Linked DNA regions of Arachis hypogaea: region 2 is linked to region 1. The links are chromatin contacts, called in public Hi-C maps. All regions are on one chromosome and are shown on one strand. The core of a region is the stretch at or near the end of the contact, and the rest is flanking DNA. Distances in the headings are between cores, read along the strand shown. Region 1 holds the start of LOC112702692. Region 2 has its middle 29 kb from the start of LOC140174306.

What was found. Hi-C and Micro-C count contacts between places; a contact is called where the count stands out from the background.
Region 2: a contact with region 1 is called in a Hi-C map of an unstated tissue, with 5 times the contacts expected there. The contact joins the enhancer-like site here to the promoter of LOC112702692 in region 1. A contact is called at or near these places in 5 of 8 Hi-C or Micro-C datasets (leaf and an unstated tissue).

The regions. Positions count from the first base shown.
Region 1 is chr7:18,133,452-18,137,991 of arahy.Tifrunner.gnm2.J5K5, forward strand. LOC112702692 reads left to right here and starts at 2,235. Exons shown (of 1, transcript XM_025753836.3): 1 at 2,235-3,184. The coding sequence starts at 2,347. The coding sequence ends at 3,021.
Region 2 is chr7:18,249,007-18,253,114 of arahy.Tifrunner.gnm2.J5K5, forward strand. No RefSeq gene overlaps it. Among protein-coding and RNA genes, the nearest start is that of LOC140174306, 29 kb to the left of the region's middle. Within about 2 kb of position 2,770, at least 3 of the 3 cell types and tissues checked have open chromatin away from gene starts, as enhancers often do.

The sequences.
Region 1 (4,540 bases), core at 985-3,484:
GATAGAGAAATCGCCACACTTGCAGATGTGTTCTTTTCAAAAATATAATTGTAGTTCAAAAAGCGTGGCAAAAAATTATTGTCACACTTTTTTTTTAGTTTTTTACCATGCTTTAAAACATAACAATAAAAATGTTTTCTTGCAGTGGCCGCTATTGGTGTCTATTGCCGTCACTATCTACGTGTTTATTTAATTTGTCTTGTTGATTTTGATAAATTCCTGCAAAACATGTGCATGATTACATAAGGATTAACAGCTTCAATTCCTCTAGAAAAGATTTTCTAATATAAGATTATCTCTTTATTTGAGAACTATTTGAATTGGTTATATGTGAAATTCTATCTCATGTGTCAATAATGTAACACAAGCATTATTAATTGTTAAATTTTGTTTTTTTTTTTTCTTACGCGAGTGATTATTATTTTTTTCTTTAGTCATAAATTTTGATATTTGAATTTGTTTATAAATTTTTAACTAAAATTTATAAACAAATTATTATTAAAAATTGTAAAATTTTAAATTTTATTAATTTAAAAATGATTGAATTTAAATATTTAAAATTATATGTTAAACTTTTAAACAATTTTTTTAACTATAATTTAAATTTATCAGTAAATTTATTGTCGCTAGTTATTACTTTAATTATTAATAAATAATATATTATCGTCGGATTTACTAAGAGATAAATTTGACCATAACAAACTCTAGAATTTTATTAACTAATATTTTATATCCACCACTAAATTTATTAGTAATTAGCGACATATAAAAAAATCTGTTGATAAATAATTATTAACAAAATTTATACCGTTATTTTACTATTAAAATTTATACCATTAAATTTATTTTACTATCAAATCTGACAATAAATAAATTATTGGTAAATTTTTTTAATAAATCTAATGGTATTTGAGGACTTTTTTTTTTATATTGTTCGATTCGTGCCTTTCATTGCACTTCATCCTTTCATTCCTTACACCTTCTTTCGATCTCAATAATTAAGTGAAATAAAAAATGAATTAAAATCTGACATACATCGCGCGGAGAACAATAAATTCATTAGCTATCAATGATTTTTTTTGTTTTGTTTGTGATATTTTTCAGCTCAAAAGGTTAAAGATTAATTTGTTATAGATCTAAATTCTATTTAAAGATCTGTCGCTGGCTAATAGATTACTACATGCATCAAGCAGAATTTAAATTTCTAATACTAAAAGGACGAATAAATTTATCACTTGACCAACTCAAGTTGATTAGCTATCAACGATTACTATAGGCTTGATTCAGTCATTGTTTTAATTTCTTTGTATGTGAACTAAGTAAATAATCTACCAAATACATAGATATAGTTGACTTCTTTTTTTTTTCTTAATTATTTTCGATGATCTGATCAAACTCTACTATTATTAGAATGTGGAATACCAATTAAATATTGCAAGTGCACCCACTACCAATTCCCAATCTCATGTTAGAGATTCCTTTAATGAAAAGTCTTAAACTACTTCCTCACCAAAACCCTTTGAAGATGCCTCTCGTTACACACACTCTCCAGTCGTTTACAGTACATATATATTTTAGAATTTTAATTAAGTAGTTCCCACGTTGATTTAGATTTAAATTATGTAAATAATTTATATATTTATAGAGAGACTTATAAGTTTATTGTTGTAAACTTATTTTTGTCAAAATATATGGTTAGTCTATTTTATTATTGTTTCTAACTTAATCTATTTATTTCTATGTGCTTAATTGCATGACTATTTACCCAATAAAAAAATGTTTGCATATCCTTTGATGCATATTTTAGAAATATTCAAAATCACCCTCTCTTTATTAGTAATAAAAAATAATTTTTATTAACATGTTTCTAAAACACCTATTAAATATATTCCAGAATCAAATATTTCTATTGATTCAATCACATACTATAACAATTTTGCTAAGGAGGATGACAAAAATTAGGGAGTGTCACACTTTTTATGGCTCTAAAATAATGTCATTAATATTAAAGATAATTACATTTAATTTCGTTCCAATTATCACTCCATTATCATATATTAATTAAGGGTGTTTTAATTTAGTAATTTTAAAGAAAGTTAATTCGATAGAAATATCCCATTAGCAACAAAGAAGGTGGCAATAATCTCTCTCCAAAATTGAACCAAAAAGTCACATAAAGATTACACATTAAAATTTACTTGTATTGATTAATTAATAATTAATATTAATAATTATATACACTTACATACGCGCACACATATTTCAATCTCAACCTTCCATGATAACTATATATACATATATTATATATATAGCAACCTAGCTAGGCAATTGAGGATCAGCATCATCATGTCATCAAAATCAAACCCTTCAAACATTATTCTCCAAAGTCCTCCCAATATCCTTGTTATGAGTCAAAAGAACAACAAGAAGAAGAAGAAGCTTAACATGTTCCTTGTTCATGATGAGGAACACTTATCAAGACAAGTATCATCAAATGAAGGTTATTACCATGATGTTGGTGAATCAGCATCGGTTCCATTTGTTTGGGAATCTCAACCAGGTACTCCTAAGGTTGTTAGATTCAGAGAAACCTCTTTTCCTCCTCTCACCCCTCCACCTTCTTATAATTACCAAAATGCCACTCCAAAAAACCCATTATTTACCAATGGCAAGAATAATAAAAACTCTTCAAAGTCTACTAGTCTTTTTAAAGCTTTATTATTTCCCAAGAAACGTAATAATAATAACAACAAAGGGTGTGTTGTTGTTCCTCCATCGCCAGAATCTCCTAATTCTTGGTCACACTCGTTGTCGTCGTCGTCTTCTTCTTTGTCATGGCGGCCAACATCGTACTCCGTGCCGAATTCTCCTATGGTACGACATCCTAGGAAGAGTGGTGGTACTACACAAAATGAAGATCTTTATTATGTGAATGATTCTAGTTTGTGTTTTGGAAATGCTAGATCAAGATGGTGTTCCTCGTCTATGTTCAAGAAGGTATTGCTTGGAGATGTTATGTAATAATAATGATAATGTGGAATTTTGGATTTTGAAATTATCTTTATTTGGTTAATGTATGTTAATAATGATAATTACTAAGTGCTGATATATAGTTGGAAAGATTATTGAATGTATACCAAACCAAACTTATTGTAATGAAGTGCACGTCATATCTTTTACTTTATTATTACCAATTTACCATATAAGGATTTTATTCCTTCTGTAATCTTATGTTATATATACTAAATTGATAGTAAATAATTATCATAACTAACATTGTTATTTATGGTGAAGGAAAAATATTTGGAATTAATTTTTTTAATCAACAATCAGTTATTTTTAGGGATAAGTATTATTTTGGTCCTTTATGTTGAGGGTCAGAATCGAACTCGCCCCTGGTGTATATTTTGATTTAAAATCATTTTTAATGTTGTATTTGATTTTAAAATCGTCCTTCTAATTTTTTTTTAAATGACAAAAATACTTCTTTTTTCACCATTTCATTCTTCTTGTTCTTCTTTCTCCAGGAGAACAAATTCTGTTCTTGTTCTTCTTCTTCCAGAAGAAGAAATTCTTCCATTAACAAACTCAAAACTTCAAATCTTAATACAGTTAACAAAATCCAATTACAAGAATTAAAAATACAACTTTTTTTACCATTTCATTCTTTTTGTTCTTCTTCCTCCAAGAGAACAAATTCTGTTCTTGTTCTTCTTCTTCTAGAAGATAGAAGAAATTCTTCCATTAACAAAATCAAAACTTTAAATCTTAATACAGTTAACAAAATTCAATTACAAGAATTAAAAATACTCAAATTCATCTCCAATTACAAAAATAAAAAATATATCATTTTAATTATCAAGAACAATCAAATACAAGAAAAAAGAACAAAAATTAGAGAAAAACACAAAATTCAAAAACAAAAATACAACAGTAATCCAGAAATCCAAAAATCCAGAAATAAGAATAAAAACAAAACCAACAATAAAAATTAGGAAATTAGGAATTATGATGAACAACATCAAATTCTCCAAATCTAACAACAACAACATATTCAATTTCTTTTTAAAACAGAAAGAATGAAACTTTATCTTATAAAAAGCATGGAGGTCGCCGTTGTTGCTCTTGGAGATCGCCATCGGGGTGGAGTTCGTCGTTGGCCGCTGCTGCTCTTGGAAATCACTGCACCGTCGAGGTGAAGGTCGTCGTTGGCCGCTGCTGCGCTTGGAGGTCGCCACGCCGTCAGGTGGAGGTCGTCGCGCCGTCGGGGTGGAGCGCTGTGCCGTCGGGGTGGAGGTCGCCGCCATCAGGGTGGAGGTTGCCGTCGAGGTGAAGTGTGTGTGGCAGTTGTGTGTGATAGAGAAGAAGAAGAAGAAGGAGGAGGAGGAGGTGGTGTGTGATGGTTGTGTGTGAAGAAGAAAAAGAAGAGTGATTGTTGTGTGTGAAGAAGAAGAACGAGAAGGAGTTGCGCTGTGTGTTTTGTGTTGTAACAGTGGAGTGAAGAAGATAGGGTTTGAAGTTAGAGAGGTGTGAGAATACA
Region 2 (4,108 bases), core at 1,520-4,019, 120 kb after region 1:
AAAGACTAAAGATGCGCACGCATCACTACCCCCATTGAGCCGGAGTCCTAGATAAACCCGGGTTATCCCAACTTAACATACCAAGAATTTCTTCTATGTTGACCCGAGTTTGAATCGGGATTTAATTTTCAAAGGTTATTCTAGATTTATCTAGGCTGATTCTTTGTCCCGACACCGCTGTGTATTGGTTGAGAATTTGGATTAACTGGTAGATCTCTTATTCATTTGCACTTGAAAAATGACATAATTCATCAGTGAATAAAAGATGTGTAATTGGGGGAGCAGTGGGGGCGAGTTTAACACCAGAGATAAGATTATCTCTTTATGCTAGCTCTGTTAATATTGTAAAGACTTCGGAGGCAATTATAAATACATAAGGGGATAGAAGATCTCCTGTCTCAAGCCTCTTTGAGAGACAATTTTCTTGGATAGGTTACCACTGATCTTGAATTTGTAGTTCACTTGTTTGACATACTCCGTCATTCGCCTAGTCCATCGATTCTTGAAGCCAAAAGCCCTTAGAGTTTTCTCTCGAAAGTCCCACTCAAATCTGTCATATGCTTTGTTCATGTCAAGTTTGATGGCTAGATTGTCTGAACTATCCTTGCCTCTCTTGGTTATAGCTTGAAAGGCTTCTTGGATGATTACAATATTATCTTGGATTTGTCTAATGCCTATAAAAGAACTTTGGGTGGGAGAAATAATTTGGTCCATAATCCTTCTCAGTCTTATAACCATCACCATTGAGAGGATTTTGTATATAAAATTGTAGCAGCTAAAAGGCCTTAGATGATTGATACTCTCCACTTGCTTGACTTTTGGGACCAACACCACATGAGTCTCATTGACCTCCTTCAGTAAGAGGTTATCCCTGAAAAAATTTCTATTTACCACACAAAGTTCTTTGTTTACCACCTCCTAGTGTTTCTGATAAAACAAACCATTTAATCCATTCGGTTCTGGTGCTTTAAGGCTACCCATGCTGAAAACTGTATCTCTGATTTTCTCATCATTGACTTCTCGGTTAATAAATTCATTCATGTCTTCATTGAATCTCTTAGAAATTTTGTTGATGTATTCATTCATCTCTACCATCCCTCTTGATTTGAAAATATTTGAAAAGTGATTTTTGATGAGTTATATAATTTTCGCTTGCTCTTGAATCCATTGCCCGTCACCATTTTTTAGTTTCTCTATTCTGTTTCTGTCTCTCCTTTAAATGGATGTAGCATGGAATAAAGTGGTGTTTTTATCTCCCCATTTTATCTATTTAATTCTTGCTCTTTCTCCACAAAATTTTTCTTCTTGGTTCCATAATCTGAAATTGGCTTCCTCAGTCTCTTGGATTTGTTATTACTGTTGGTAGGTGTAGGAGCTATTCTGTAGCCTTTGAAGCTTGGTTTTAAATTTTTCTATCTTTTCATCAGCCCTTCTAAACGTTCTTTTACTCCATTTTCCCAACTCTTCCTTGCAATGTTTCATTCTTGTAAGAAGTTCAAGCCAACTTCCATCTGTTGCACCCCTTTTGTCCCAGCCTTTCTTGATAGTTTCCTCATATTCCTCGTTGTCTTGTCAAAATGCCTCATATCTAAATAGTTTGGTGCTCCTATGCTCTATATTTAATTGAAAAAGAAGGGGGCAATGATCGGAAAAAACAGCAGGGAGGGCAGTGAAGGTAGCATGATTATATAGGCTCCTCCAACTCTAGTTGACCAAGGCTCTATCTAATTTTTTTCGAGTAACAAATCTGTCTCTAGGATTACTGAACCAAGTGAATTTATTTCCTTTCATGTCCAGGTCCATAAGTGCATTGTCGTTGAAAATTTTTCTGAACTTTTTCATCTATATTTTGGGTTTAGTATGCTTGCCTTTTTTTTCTCTTGGTATAAGACCTCATTGAAATCTCCAATGTAGCACCTGAGATCTTTTGAGTCTTCTCTATTTGCAGATAAAGTTCTCCATAACTTCCTTCTATGCTTGAAAGTGGGATTACCATAAACAAAATTACCTCTGTTATATGTTTTAATGAAATTTTGTTCTAAGAATAAACAACAACATTCATACTATTCTTCCATAAAATGTATAGCCCACCGATGAAACCCAAAGTTCCACACAAAAGTGATTGTCTAGTGACAACCTTCTTTTTAATTTAATGATTCTTACATCTCTTGCTTTAGTTTTCATTAGAAATTCTAAGGCATGCTTATATTGTTTACATAAACTTCTAAGCTCAGCTACTATTGCGGCGCCCATCACTCTGCGACAGTTCCAACTTAAGACACTCATGGTTGTGTAGGGGGTATGGTTAGGCCCGCCTCCTCAGCCATTGAATCTTCCTCTCCTTTGTTCTGTCTTGTGTACATTAGTTTCTAGTAAAGCTCCTGAAATTCCTTCTCATCAATATCACTTCCTCTAAACTTTTTTTGCTTGCTTTGGCTCTTGTTCATTCTCCCACTCCTCGTTTGTGATTAGGTAGCTTGCTACTTTTTCTCTGCTCTTCTTCAGACTCAAAACCTTCTTCATTCTTATTGCTAGTTCCCTTTCCCATGCTGTTGAATTTTCTTTGCCCTTATTCTCTTGTGCAAAATATTCTTCCCCCTCTGGTAGAAGTTCCACATAATAGTCTCCCTCTTCCACATAGTTGAATGAGCCTTCTAGTCTCGATTTTTCTTTTTCTTTGTTCATTTTAGCTGCGTCCCTAGTAGCCCATACCTCATATTCTGGCTCTTCGCAGATAAAATTTTTTCATTTGGATATTCTGGATTGATTGAGATTGCTCTTAGGTAGTTAGATGGTAATAGGGATTGCTTGTTATGTTCAACTTTTTTGGAGATTGTAAGTTGGCTTGGGCTAAAATTCCTTCCTGTTATATCTTTGTTAGGGCTGAATCCACTTGAATTATCTCCCACCATAGCAACATCTTGATTGGTTTCTGCCTTTTTTTGTTTGCAACCATTTCTTGGTCTTGGATTATTGGAATTGTTGTGTTGAGCCCAATGGTAACAGGAGGCCCATTTTGATTGCTTACTATCCCTTTTCCTTTGCTCAGACACTCCAACACCCTTCTTTCTACCTTATTCTTTTCATTTATTTCTCTTTTGATTTTGGATGCTAGACTAATTTGATTGATTTACAGCAGATCTTGCTTCTTGAGCTCATTTCCTTGTATCAGGGGATTAAAGATTTTTTCCTCCTTTTTTCTGCCTTTTTCCTGCCGTCCTCATGTACTGCATTGTCCTTGTCTTTAGAAGTCACTTTAGCACCTTCTCTCTCTATTGTCTGCTAGCTAATAGCACTTTTAGCATTCCTTTGTTCACTTTCTCTAGTTCTGATTTGTGGTGCATGTGCCTCTCCTTCTTTCTCTCTTTGCTCGAGCATCTCTGCTTGTCTTCTTACCTCCATGGTGATTAGTGGTCTGGCTGGGTTGGTTCCTAGCTTCACTGAGTATTTGGGTATGTTAGGGTTCTAGCATGCCATGGCTGTGGACCAACTACAGGCCCTTCTCTCATGCCCTATAATGCTACATTAAAACAGTAACAATCTTGTAATCTCTCATATTTGAGGCTTACCCACATTTCTAGACAGGGGTCTCTTGAGAGCCAGAATCCTGTTTGGAGGGGCCTTGAAATGTCTGTTGTGGTTTTGAATCTCAAAACGTTCCTCATGAGAGTGTTGTCTATGAGAGGATCATCCACTTCCTTGACAATTTCTATTAAATCTACAATTTCTAAGGCTACTTCCAGGTTCGTGTATTCCTCTGGCACTCCATGTACTTGAATTCAAAAAGCCATGAATTCGTGGTTTATCTCCTCTAAAACGTCCCCTCGGTGACCATCTTTGTAAGTTGATGAGATTTTCTTTTATGCACCAAGGACCATTGTCTAGGATTTGCATTCATCTCTTTTTGTCGCTAAAGCTTATTAGGACTTTATTCCTACCCACTTCAAAAATGGCTACTCCTTTTGGGTTTCCCCACAAAATTGTTGAGTTATTTCGAAAAGTGGTTTAAATGAACAGGGTGTTATGATCAGAGACTGCTTGATTTAAAATTGTGTTTTGCACTTTAAATGTATTTGTAATGGAGACAACTCTCTCACTTACTAGAACT